Linked DNA regions of Danio rerio: region 1 is linked to region 2. The links are chromatin contacts, called in public Micro-C maps. All regions are on one chromosome and are shown on one strand. The core of a region is the stretch at or near the end of the contact, and the rest is flanking DNA. Distances in the headings are between cores, read along the strand shown.

Region 1 (7,580 bases), core at 1,044-3,543, 190 kb after region 2:
CTGAGAGAAGCTGGGATTTGCACATAGCTGCTATGAACAGGCGCAGGTGAAGCCCTCGAATGTCGAGGTGCGTAATCTGGGTAGTATGCAATTACGACTCCCAAAATAAATGCGTGACAAGCTGAGATGTTGCTGAATGATGAGGCTAAAATAATAACAATTATAATAATAATACATAAATGTTAAATAATATGCAGCTAATTTAGAACGTGGTGGTGTAGAACTTTGCTTGTTTGTTTAGTCACTTAATTTCGCTTTTTTTATTTGGCAAATCTCTTTTACAGACTTGTGTGCAAACAGCAATACAGTTTAGTTTTGTTTTAGGCAAATCTCTTTTTTCAAACTTGCATACAAATTGCATGAAGTTTTTTTTTTCATTTCATTTAGTTGTATTTATATACATTTACAGATTTCATTATATATTGTTTCATTTAATTTATTTTTCTGTGGGGTTTTGTTGGCTTTTTTCTTTTTTCTTTATGTAAACTAAGTAACAGGCTATAATGGCAGAGACTTACTGAAAGTTAGTTATTTGTTTTGTGTCTCCACACTTGCGTACAAATTGCACTTCAGTGATTATTATTATTATTTTACTTTTATATTTTAATTTTTTTATTTTTTAAATACTATAAAGCAGGGGTGGGCAAACTCGGTCCTGGAGGGCAGGTGTCCTGCATAGTTTAGCTGCAACACTAATCAAACACACCTAAACATGCTAATAAGTGTTCTCAAGATCACTAGAAATCTATAAGCAGGTGTGTGTGATTAGAGTTGGAGCTAAACTCTGCAGAACACCGGCCCTCCAAGACCGAGTTTGCCCACCCTAAAGTGTGTAAGCAAAGTAACGGACTGTAATAAACTTGTCTATTAACAAAAAAAAAATAGTTTTGTTTTTTGCTCTGCTGTGTTGTTTTGTTGTTTTTGGTTTCTTTTTGTTGTTTCTTTGTGTTTTATAGTTTTTTGATTTTGTGTTGTTGTTTTTTTTGTGTGTGTGTGTGTGTGTGTTTTGTTTTGTTGTTCTTTGTTTCTTTTTTGTTGTCTTGCTGTTGTTGTTTTTTTTGTTTTTGTTGTGTTTAAGTTTTTTGTTGTTTTTTTGTTTTTGTTATGTTGTTTTTTGTTGTGTTATTGTTTTTTGTTGTTGTGTTTTTGTTTTTTATGTTGTCTTTTGTTGTTTTTTTGTTGTCGTTTTTTGCTTTGTGTTTTTTGTGTGTTTTTGTTATTTTTTGTAATGTTTTGTTGTTTTGTTGTGTTTTTGTTGTTTTTTTGTTGGGTTTTGTTGTATTGTTTCTTGTTTTGTGTTGTGTTTTTGTTGTTTTGTGTTTTGTTTTGCTATTGTCTCTTTTCCAGACTTGCTTACAAATTGCACTGCAATTATTTGTTTGTTTATTTATTTTGAAATGCTACAAAGTGTGTAAACTGACAGACAAATGACCAAGCACCCAGAGAAAAACATGAGAGATTCTGCATCAACACATTTAACAAATATTGAATCATCATTATCTACTCAAGCATTTCTGTGATGTTTTTAAGATTAAGTTTAACGATTATAGACCTTAAACTTTTGTGTTTGTGTGTTTTCCCTATTATAACTCAATTTAATTTAGTTTTTCATATTTCAAAAACGTTGAGCAGGATGTATGATAATTTCACCATGTAAAAATCTAAAGATACAGTAAACCTCCCTCTATTTATAATGTATTATGCTGTTCATATTCTTTATTCGTTGTACATCTGTTGATTTATTTAATGTAGCATAATTTCACAAAGCTACAGTCAAATCTTTTATTGTGAAATTACACTATCTAATTTCAATTTTGTTTTAATTAAATACGTTTTTAGAAAAATTGAAATATGAATCAGCAAATGTCGCTTTGCTTTCAAAATCAAAACTGGCCATAAAAAAATGAAGATTGGCTCATCATTAGTATAAATAATGATAATAAAGACACAGGGCTTAAAAATAGTTAATTAATTAAATTGCGAGTAGCACTATCTTTACACTTTGGTAATGCAACTGTTGGCATTATCAGACGAGTCTATTTTTAAGTCCCTCATGCCTGGAGAGTCTCAATATGCGTCGATAATTATGAAAGATATTGTGTTTCATCAGAGGGAGTTGTCAACTGTTTTCCAACAGCTTCGCACGTCTCTTAATGGCATATGAGATCTCTGGAGAAGCCGCTTCATATCACCCGTCCATATGTTATCCGCTGCCACTGTGCTGCTGAGCGCGAGCTGTCGTCTCCACACAAACAGACAGGCTTTAGATTGGACCGTCTCCACTTCCACTCCTACACATTTCACCTCCATCTCTCCACAGCCGCCTTGAGTGGCGCTCCGCCAGCACTTCTCCAAACACCCATTAAAGCATGTCTGTTTACACAGTTGTATGCTTGTTTGCAGAGCAGTAAATAGAAGAACGGTTTGTGACGTTAGCAATGTTGGGCACAATCGGGCTCTTTCTCTCAGATTCTTTTGTTCACACTTATGGCTGGGCGAAAAGTCACAATATACATTTGGATTTTGATTTATTTGATTTATTTATTTATTTATTGAAATGTGTTTTTTGAATGTTGTATATAATGAAGCAACACTGTGAGTGTCTCATGGGCTATTACATGGATAATTCAATCCTAAATTGCATTTCTGTCATCGTTTAATCGCCCTTATATCATTGCTAAATGGTATGACGTGCTTTTTTCCATGGAAAACAAGCAGGGATGTGTTGCAATACTTGATGCAAGGTGCTTTTTTCATTAAAAATTAAAGGGAAAGTTCACCCAAATAAGAAAAGTTGCTGTTTGTTTATTCTCTCCCTCAGAAAATTCAAGATAGGATTTTATTTCTTCATTATTACAGTAAGGGCAGTTTTTATCTGCAAAAGTGGTCCGTGAAGATTCATTTAAGTCAGTAGTTATAGGTTAATAGTTAAGTTAATAGTTTGCTGAAACAGTGGATAAAATAATGTTTAATTGTTTGATTTCTTTCACAGACCAGTTATTTCTCTTTATTAAGAGCCACCGATATTAAATGTGTTAAAAAAATTTAATCAAACATTTTTTTTTGTCATTTAGTTTTTATTTATTATAATTTATTTTTTTATTATAGATTTTAATGTTTTCTCTTGTCATTACATTTTTTTTATTTAAATTTAAATTTTACATTTATTTTAATTATAGATTTAATTTTTGTTTTAATTTAAATTTTATATTTAAGTTATTTTATATTTTTATTTTAATTAATTTAAATTGTATTTAAATTTTTATTATATATTTAAATGTCTATTTTTATTTATTTATTTATTTTAATTAATTATTTTTATATTAACCTTTTATTATAGATTTAAATGTTTTAAACCTAGCCTTGCTTTCAAAATGGCATATTTTAAAAGATTTGACTATATTTGATTATATTTTTCTAGATTTGATTGTATTTTGCAGGTTCTCTATTTTGGTCAGTTTGTTGTTTTTCTAAATCTCTATCTTTGCACTCCTCCTTCAGATCTCATGTAGTTTAAGAACAAGTGTTATTTTTCTGTCAGCCCTGTTTGCTTTCATCTTAACATTGCTTCAGGCTGATCTTAGTAAAGCAAGCGGAGATGCAGCAGTCACACCCGTCCTCTCGAGACACATTGCGTCACTTTCCTCTGCGTCTGTGTGCTCTCCATTTAGTCAGGACGCCTGGGAAAAAACTGTAGAGCGGCCACAGTTGTCTGATTGGGAGTGACATGAGGGGCGGACTGACCTCTGATCCCCGACCCCTGACCTGCAGCTTTTTCTGAGTCTCACTCTGGTCAAGCGCACAGCAGACCCGTCACTCACAACTGACTGATGGAGGTCTAAATGATCAATTAATAGACAAGGGGGAATCGTAAGGCTTTTTGCTCGGAATGCAATCTGACAAAGTATTTCCAATTGTCAGTATCTGAAATGTGACTGTTCCCAAAATGCATTTTTCTTGTACTTTTCTAGAAATGAGTTGAAACTGAGAAAGCATCTAATTGTAAAAAAAATTATAAAATGCAGATGTTTGTTTGTTTGTTTGTTTGTTTGTTTGTTTGTTCTCTTAAAAATCACATCATTAAAAATTGAGTGCTTTTAAAGGGTTAGTTCACCCAAAACTGAAAATTTACACATTTACTCATCCTCAAATAGTTTAAAAGCTTTATATGAGTTTCTTTATTCATTCAAACGCAACAGAAGACATTTTGAAGAACGCTGAAAAACTGTAACCAATGGCTTCCATAGTATTTGTTTTTTCCTGCTGTGGAAGTCAATGGTTACAGGTATCCTGTGGTCTTCAAAATATCTCCTTGTGTTCAACTAAATAAAGATAATACTGAATATTTAAAAGTGTGCTGAAAACCGATAACCGTTGTATTCCATAGTATTTGCTTTTTCCTACTTTGGAAGTCAATTGTTACAGGTTTCCAGTGGGCTTTAATATATCTTCGTTTGTTCAACTGAATAAAGAATTTTTTTTTCAGTTATTAAAATGAAAATATTTTGAAGAATGCTGAAAACCGGTAACTAATGACTTGCATAATATATATATATATATATATATATATATATATATATATATATATATATATATATATATTTTTTTTTTTTTTTTTGTTACTATAGAAGTCAATGGTTACTGGTTTCCATATTTCTTTGTTCAGAAGAGGAAAGAAAGTCAAACCGTTTGGAACAAGTGAATGTTGAGTTATTGATTACAGATTTTCAGATTTGGGTGAACTACCCCTTTAAAAGAGGTAGATTTGATGAAAAGCATGAGTAATGTTGTAAACTAGTTTAACGCTGCCCTCTACAGGTGTCTGTGTGTAGAACAGCCTACTTTTAAATTACTGCTCTTCTAAAGTAGACTCAACATTGTAACTCATAATGCACTTTCGTCATCACACATGGTTTAGCATGACATTTTGAAATAAATAAATTGAAAAATATTCTTTTAGAGATAATCTTAGTGTAAATTCAATATCAATACATTTTAATGTCAGCTTTGTTTCAGTTATTGAATATGAGGTCAAGATAATTTTTGGTTGTAATTAAATCTACCAATAATGTAATAGTGCTGTTAAGTGTAATTAAAAGAAACTGTTTGCAGAAAATATAGTGGTGCCACTATTTACACAATTAATCCGTTTTGATAAATGCACTACATTTTGCATTTACATAACTTACATGCTCTATATAAACCGCTTTTAACAGTCTATTCAATGTTTTTATTTTTTATTAATCATCGGTTATTTTAATACATCAGCACAAATACAGTCTTAACTATAGAGTAGGAAAAAAATGGAAAATTTACAAAGAAGTAAACAGGATAATACAGTCAGGCTAAGAGCTAAAACAAACACCATAGAATGGAAAATCAAGATAAAATACTAATGTAATGCCAAAAAGGTGTCCATAGCTTCCAAAAGTCATCTGACTTTTGATATGTCATAGGTGAGTTTCTTGAGTGGAAATAGCATACATACTTAAGACAACAACATTTTAAAGGAGGGTGTCTATTCAATTTTTTCAAAATAAATACAATTTAGCATTCTTTATTTTTTTTTTCGGCAAAATATATATGGTAGTAAAATGTTTAGTTAAGATTTTCAGCAAGTGTTTTAAGCATAATGTGTCTTATAATTTACATAATTTTTTCTTAACCAGCACCTCATCATTTTACAGTCCCTCCAGGATTTTGAGTGTCTAATGTGAATGTCTAATGGCATATGTTCTGAGAAAAGCCCATCAATCATATAATATAATATAATATAATATATATATATATATATATGAACGCGAGTGTGTGTGTGTGTGTGTGTGTGTGTGTGTGCGTGCGTGTGTGTGTGCGTGCGTGTGCGTGCGTGTGCGTGTGTGTGCGTGTGCGTGCGCGTGTGTGTGTGTGTGTGTGTGTGTGTGTGTGTGTGTGTGTGTGTGCGTGTGTGTGTGTGTGTGTGTGTGTGTGTGTGTGAGGACTACAAATTGCCGGACTCAGTAAAAAAAACTCTAAACAAATTGCAAAGTATTGTTCTGTATCTGCAATAATAGGCAGTCTTCATGTGTGGAGAAGACGATGCCATCTCTATCCTTAATCCATTTGCTTAATACTGCACGTAGAGTGGATTGAGTGTCTAGTGCCACGCAAAAGATCATCAATGGTTGCATGCTGCTTTTATTGTGAAACATTATGGGCTCTTTACGATTATTTGGATGCTGTGTTGTTTTAATAGTATTAGTCATTCCAAATAAAATGAATCAAATGTGTGTGTGTGTGTGTGTGTGTGTGTGTGTGTGTCTGTGTGTGTGTGTCTGTGTGTGTGATCAGTAGAGATTATCTGTCTGTGTTATGTTATTAAAAGTTTATATCAGGTCCAGTGACACTAAGCACATGCTGGATGTTTTTGTGTAACAAGTTATTTCAAGACTTCTAAGTGTCACTTATTAATATATTAATATCACTTATTGCGATCAAACAAGTTCAGACCTTCTAATATTGACCCTTTTATAAGAACTGTATGGACTACATGTCATATATGGATATCAGACATCACAAACATAACATAAACATACAGATACATATAACACAAACACACTGTCCCTGCAGAATCCTGAAGTACTGAGATTAGAAGGTTTTAGAAGAACTCAAGTTAGAAACGACTTAAAAACATTAAGCTCAGTCATCAATGCAATACTTTGCTTTTCAAAACATTAAAATGGAAAATCATTAAATGAATATAATAGGGCTGCACAATATTGGAAAACATTTGACATTGCAATATATTTTGTTTTACTGCAATATATATTGCAATATTTATTATATAAATGTACTTTTTAAAAGTATTGATATTTTTAAAAATCCAACCCCAAACTTTTAAGCAGAATAATGATTTTTCAGGCAGCACTGTTAGTCCAAAAATGACCGTATGAGTGTATTTTGAAAACTTATTGTTTGTGCAATTGCTTCTGGTGATGGAGAAACTGCAAACAGCAGTGTTTAATGAGTCCTGCGTGACTCATTTTCTTCTGAACGGCATCATTGTCTGCCGTCTATTTTGGTGTAGCGAACTGGTGATTAAATAAAGAAGAGGAGCTAGCTAGTTCCTCTCTGAGGGCCCGTGTCTATTTCTGCGAGATGTGAAGGAAAATGTAGTCCAATTAAAAGCTGCACTTAGTCCTGAAGTTTGAGCCTGAAGGAAAAGCGCCAATATGAAGAGGGTCTGTATTTGTGGTGGTCCTCATTAGTGGCAACCTATTCTTAGGTGTCTTTTCTGTCCCGTGTGCACAGATGTGAAGGGTCCCGCCAGTCACCACTTCTCCTGCGGACAGTCGCCTTTCACCGAGCCCTGCGTTTGGGAGAGGAAATACTGCATCCTGACTGATAGCCAGCTCATCCTGCTCAACAAGGAGGAAGAGGTAAGAACGCTTTTATCCCATCATTCTTCACTCTTCCTCCATCTCAGGAGGAAGACACACAGATGATGTTGGTGCTTTGTTGGACATTTCACCCTTTTTGAGGGTTTAAATGTGTCGCTTGTGGATGAAGTTTATTGGTTTGGAACTGATTTATTGTTGATTTTA
Region 2 (6,769 bases), core at 940-3,439:
TCCAACTCCAATATCTGATTTCCCGCTACTTTTTTCAGATACTAGTGTATTTTCCATTTTGATTTTTGTCAGCTGCTAGTGCTTATTTTTTATTTATTAGTATTGTTTAGATCAGTGGTTCTCAAACTGTGGTACGTGTACCACTAGTGGTACGCGGAGAAATGAAATGTCATGTACATGCTACACACATTTCAAAATGTATCAAAAATTATGTATATAATATGTAATATATGACATATAGCCTATATTTCAGAGGTAATCTGCCACGTTTTTTAACTGTGCAGAGATGTAGCTGCTTAACTGGGCCAACTACGCTACTGTATTTCAATGCTGCTCATTTTACTGGTGGTACTTGAAGAGACAATTTTTTTCTGAGGTGGTACTTGATGAATAAAGTTTGAGAACCACTGGTTTAGATACTATTTCCCATTAATGGGTTACAGCTGGAAAGGCATCCGCTGCATAAAACTTGCTGGATAACTTGCCGGTTCATCCCAACTGTGTGACCCTAAATTAATAAAAGGACTAAGCCGAAAAGAAAATGAATGAATGAGTGTTTAGATACTACTATCTTTGGAAACCTGATAGTGCTTGTTAAAGTAGTCACTAAGGTTAATTAAACCTGTTTAGACCCAAATACAATTTCTCATTTCTTACTCAGTACCTTTTAAATGCCTGTTTCTCCTCTATTTTGTAATATCTGGTTGAGTATAGGGCATCACAGTGTTTTCCAGTGTTGGGTTGCGCTGTGTAACACATATTCTGGGTAAGTTGGGGGTTCATTCTGCTGTGGTGACCCCAGATTAAAAAAAGGACTAAGCCGAAAAGAAAATGAATGGTTGAGAATAAGCTAACAATATAAGAGAAATTGTACAGGAAATCGAAAGAGATTGAATAAGATTCTGAGAAGGCAGGAGAATAAAAGGTGCAGGATAATAAAGGCAGGTGTAAATCAACAAATTGGAAGATGTGCTTTTGTCAGTAATATAAACACTGTCATTTTGAAAACATAAATCAGTACTAGTGTGAATAAGTTGTATTATATTCTTGTAACTGCTAAGAACATTTCAATGTGGTCATGTCATTGGCCCATGAACATTTCCTGCTTATTATCAAACTATTTCATAACAGCAACAAGAAGCAATTCAATCATAACTTAATGTTAAAACTCCAATCATAACATTACTTATCAATATGTGGCTCTTTTTGGATTCTCAGAAGCTGTAGAAGTTAAAAATGTAAAACAGGAAATGATTTGGAACTATTGTTTTTGTTTACATCCCTCAAAATGGTCTAAAATGAATACCTGTATATAATTAGTTCTAGTTTACAATTAAACTACTATATATAATTAAAAGGTACTAATATCAGATTAGTAGTAGTTATTTAATAAGTACTAGTATCTAATAAATAATTATTTTTTCCACTTCTGCAACTATAGTATTCCAAGTAATATTTCATCCTCAATTCTTATATACATTTTCACACTATGAATGACACTATATAGATGCTTTTTATATTTTAGGGTTAAAAATATATTTTGTTTCAGTGACTAAAATAAAAAGAAACAGAACATGATGTGCTTTTATAAGTTTCTCCTTGTTTGTTTATCATACACAAGGGGGCGCATGAATCCACAAGTTTCTCAGTTCCGTTCAGTACAGATGCATGTTTGTAGTGACGTAATTTGGCTTCGTCCTCATGATGTAAATACAGTATGTGTAGATGTAATTCGTGTTTATTTTTGTAAATATGTCTAATTTCATTTCTGAACGTTACATTAGGCTACGTGAGCAAATGTTATAAATATACAAATTTTATTATTAATATATATTGTCTATTTAATGAAACATTGAATTATGTGAAGATTTTGTCATGAAAAACAAATTATCACGTGGGAAAAACAAAACAAAAAAGTAACATCCATATCAGAAAGTTAAAACCGAAGAATACAGAAGCACTGTTTGTGTCACCCGGAGGTCCATAATCGCGTCAGCCGTGATAGGATGATGTGCTCTCGGCTTTTCATTCACTTTTCTTCTGCACTTTCATATGCGTCTCTCTGATCTTTGATTGAATCTCCAGTAGCCAATGACGTTGATTTATTCTAGACTTCCCCTTTCTGGCGCCCCACCTCTGCCCGTGACGTCATGGACAGTTTATATACTGCTGGGCTCCGGTACCCGGGCATGTTTGACTCGCACAGGACTAGAGAACTTCGCCAGACTTCAGGACTTCGCACAGAGGAGTTTATTTTCTAAGGAGAAGGATCTTTCTTAATGAATGGATCCTTCTTGTTTCACCACAGCTCAGCGTCTTTCGTGTAAAATAATGAATCCGGATATGTTCAAAGCGTCTCCAGCGGCTCCACCGCCCGCCAAGCCGAGCCGGAGTAAATCGGAGCACGTTAAGCCGGAGCTCGCGCAGGTGGTGGTGGACGCGAAGACCGGGAGGTCGTACTGTAAAGGAAAGCTCTTGGGAAAGGTACGGTGTTTTCTATTAACGGGATTTATTGGAGAGTTTTGATCACTGTATGTGTTGTCGCGTTGCTCAAACGTGTCTCGTGTTCGTCTCGTGTTTGGTGAGGTGTTCATCATGGGTGCACCAGAACCACTGGACCGCAGTCCGCCCTGTCCGGGTTTTTATACAATCTACCTGATGGTCATTGCAGCAATGCATGCAGCATTTCTTTCAAACGCCAAGACATCGCAATTGATTTGTGTTTGGGATTGAGAACTGGCTTTGTAATTTGATTTGATGTCTTGAAAGGATGAATGAATGAATGAATCAATGCATCAATGAAATGATGCTGTAATGCTTTATGATCACTGGAGCCAGTGACTATCGTCTCAGTTTCATTGGGTTGTTTTCAAAACAAGGCTCTTATATGAATTAAGCGATCGATTATTGGAAGTCTTGTCGATCCTGGGCTTTAAAGTGCCGCATCATTGTGCGATGCTGTAAGGAGGGCTTGGTCGACTGGGAAAAGAATACGTCATTCCTTTGTACATGTTTTAGGTCCAGGTTCTGAAATTAATCAAACTTTGATGCAAAAATGCCTCCCATGTTTGGTTTCTGGAGATAAAGAATTTGGTTAAAGATGCATGTTAAATGGGTTGAAAGTGCAGAGTTCTAATGCATCACATGTGAAGGATAATTTGTCAGCTATAGAATTGCTTAACTGGAATTGATTTATTAACGTTTTTAATATCTTATTTTATATTTGTGTATGTTATCACATACAATTCTACAGTCATCGGAGTACATGTCTCACAGAGGGAGCCACAAGGGACTGCCTAAGAGAATGAATAGAAAATGTTCTACTAAAAATCTTAAGGATTTTATGCATTTTAGAATGAATGATGAATACCAAAATTTGAAGTTCAACACATTGAATAGAAGAAATATATTTATAAGTTTAAATGACTATATAGGATGTAACTGAATTATTCCAATATCAATGAAACGAGTGACAAATCTATAGACTCCCAAACTTGCTGCCTAGACCACATTCTTTAGTCATGCTGAAAACATGAACAAAATGTTCAACAACACCCAAAATCTCTAAAGATGTTGCTTCTGCAGGCAGGAAACTGTTCTTTCAGTTTGTCATTGAGTTTGCACAGTCACCTGCTGCTGATCGTTGAAGTTAATCATCATCTTGCATTGAAATCCCCTGCAATGTTTCCTGTTGACGCATTCTGAGTGATTTATATATTGTGCCTTTTGATGTTTAGGGTGGTTTTGCACGGTGCTATGAGATGACTGATCTTGCAAACAACAAGATGTATGCGGTGAAGGTTATTCCTCAAAGCAGAGTCTCAAAGCCACACCAGAGGGAGAAGGTAAATTAACAACCTAGCACAAAGTAGAATCCTCATATTTCCAGCCCCCTCTCTAATGCTTATTCATCATTTTCATTGTAGATCATTAATGAAATCGAGCTCCACAAAAGCCTCCAACACAAGCATGTAGTGAAGTTCTCTCATCATTTTGAGGACCAAGACAATATTTACATCTTCCTTGAGCTCTGCAGCAGAAAGGTGAGTTGTTTCAACCAAGAACAGGTTTCATTTGGGGACTGAAGCTACATGATCTAATCTTACTCTTCGATGTTTGCAGTCTCTGGCACACATTTGGAAAGCAAGACACACGTTGACCGATCCAGAAGTACGTTACTACCTCAGACAGATCATTTCTTCACTCAAATACCTCCACAACAAAGGCATCCTCCACAGAGACCTCAAACTAGGTAGCGTTTTTGATTCCTCTGTCTGCTGTTTACTTCCTAGTGTGATGGTCGTCAAATGTACTGGGTTTAAATATGCTGCTTTTGTTTTTGCAGGAAATTTTTTTGTGAATGAAAACATGGAGTTGAGATTGGGTGATTTTGGCCTGGCAGCAAAGCTGGAGACAGTCGAGCAGAGGAAGAAGTGAGTTTGCTTGCCTTCAGTGTTCATAAATTCAATAGTAACTTATTAAAGCGGTGTGTTGATTGAAATCTGTTTGTGTGTTTGCAGGACCATCTGTGGGACGCCAAACTACCTTGCGCCAGAGGTCTTAAACAGACAAGGCCATGGGACAGAGTCAGATGTTTGGTCGCTGGGTTGTGTAATGTAAGTCTTATCAACACTACAGTAGGGTTATTAGGGTTATTGTTTTGTAAACTGTGGTTCACGAATGCATTGATGAAGTTAATAATTTAATGAGAAAAAAAGTAAAGATGGAATGTTTAATGCATAAAAGAATTACTAAATAAATTAAAACTTTTTTTTACCTTTTTAAAGGGTGTCTAGTAACATTCAGTTACTATTGTAGCCTTGATAAATGTATTTATGATGTGTATATATATTGCATGTTTAATTTAATTTGTACTTTTTATTATATATAAGTGTATTAAATTGTTTAGTATTTTAAAATTAATGAAACTTGGCAGCTTGTTTGTAGTTTTATTTCACTTATTTTTTAAATTTTATTTCAACTAATTATTATTATTATTATTATTATTATTATTATTATTATTACTTCACATTTAGTTTCAAACCTGTGAGTTTCTTTTTTCCATTGAACACAAAAGAAGATATTTTAAACTATGTTAGAAACTGGTAACCATTGACATCCATTGTAGGAAAAACAAATAATACGGAAGTCAGTTGTTACTGGTTTCCAACATTATTTAAATTTGTTTTTACTATGAATATAGCCAATGCTGCTGACATGGCATTAAAACATAAATAAATAAATAAACATTCCTCAAATTATCTTTTACAATAAACAGTAGAAATAAACTCAAGCAGGTTTTGGCACTAGTAAAGGGGTGAGCAAATAACTTTTTTGGGGGTGAACTATACCTTTAACTGTTATTGAAACCATTAACAGTTAGTTAACAAACAAACAAAAAATAAGTTAATATTTTAAAATTATTAGTGCCCTTTAAGTATATATTGCAAGCTATATTGGTTGACAAAAAACAAGTTTGGGAATCCCTGGTGTCAACGAATGCTATTAATTTCATGGAAAGTCCATAATAAATACTTGAATTATGATGCATCAGATGTGACAGCCATGATGACAAGCTCTTTATGTTTATTTAGGTACACTCTACTGTGTGGGAATCCACCTTTTGAAACCTTAGACTTGAAAGAGACCTACAAGTGTATTAAGGAAGTGAAATACAGCCTTCCTTCATCCCTCACTCCATCGGCACAGAAGCTGATCTCCTCTATCCTTCAGAAAAACCCCTGCGACCGCCTTACGCTGGATCAGATACTGGCCCACGACTACTTCACAAAGGTTAGCATACGGAGTAATCATTTATCACAGTCCAAAGAGTAATTAAACTTCTTTCCTTTTAACTAGGTTATAAAGGCATTTACTTGATGCGTTGTAATTAAATTTTTAAATTCTCTAATTGATATTTGTTTTTCCTCCCTCAGGGTTTCACCCCAGAAAAACTCCCTCCCAGCAGCTGTGTGATGGTGCCTGAGCTTAATCCACCCAGTCCTGCTAAGAAGTTCTTCACCAAGATGGCTAAAAGTCTATTTGGCAAGAAGAAATCGAAAAGTATGTGGATACTGACACCACACTTTTATTTGAGCTCTATTTATTACCTTTTGTAGTAGATTTTAATTACAAAATAGTTTAAAATATTTATATTTTGTCTTTATTTTTGTGTTTTTACATAAATTGTATTTTTTAATAGTGTATATTTCTTTGTCTTTAAGATGTTTGGAACAATACACACACACATTAGGCTTTTACTTTGTTTCAGTTCTCTTTCAATTTCAGTTAGTTTTCCCTTTTGGTTTCTTTTAACTGGAAAACAAATGTTAAGTTGGTTTTAGTTAATAGTATTGTTTGGAATCCAACGTTATTGTCTATTAAAATTAAAATATTATTCCAGCTGTTGAGAAGACCACTTCTGAGGAGAAAGATGACATTTCTAAACTGGTGTCAGGCATGGTGAAACACTCCATCGGTCGGCAAATGAGCTACAAGACAATGGGAGTGAATGAGGTAATAATGCATTTTCTAACTTTGTGCTTTGGTGTGTATTAATAGCTTTGCTGCTCTAATCATATACTGACTCATGACTGTCGTAGAAAGCGGTGTCTGTGTGTTACACTGTTTTGTGGGATAGCTAAAGTAAGCTCAGTGAGGACCCATTTTGAAAGCAGCCATAGATGAATAATAGAGTGCAGTCGTTCAGCTTATTTTGCTGAACGTCTCAGAATAACTCCATACTAACTAAATCCAAAATGACAAACCC

What was found. Hi-C and Micro-C count contacts between places; a contact is called where the count stands out from the background.
Region 1: a contact with region 2 is called in a Micro-C map of caudal fin, with 7 times the contacts expected there. The contact joins the enhancer-like site here to the promoter of plk3 in region 2. A contact is called at or near these places in 3 of 18 Hi-C or Micro-C datasets (caudal fin, hematopoietic stem cells and an unstated tissue) and 2 of 4 datasets of contacts at active chromatin or transcription factors (embryo and gastrula embryo).

Annotation. Positions count from the first base shown.
Region 1 is chr2:38,762,813-38,770,392 of GRCz12tu, forward strand. It overlaps rasal2 (RAS protein activator like 2), which reads left to right. Exons shown (of 18, transcript XM_073927633.1): 2 at 7,288-7,415. Among named protein-coding and RNA genes, the nearest start is that of rasal2, 58 kb to the left of the region's middle. Within about 2 kb of position 2,294, at least 35 of the 62 cell types and tissues checked have an H3K27ac peak or open chromatin away from gene starts, as enhancers often do. A contact at or near this core is called in caudal fin, where this site is marked.
Region 2 is chr2:38,577,132-38,583,900 of GRCz12tu, forward strand. plk3 (polo-like kinase 3 (Drosophila)) reads left to right here and starts at 2,190. Exons shown (of 15, transcript NM_201308.2): 1 at 2,190-2,484; 2 at 3,738-3,845; 3 at 3,927-4,043; 4 at 4,123-4,252; 5 at 4,346-4,433; 6 at 4,521-4,616; 7 at 5,595-5,793; 8 at 5,937-6,063; 9 at 6,404-6,516. The coding sequence starts at 2,284.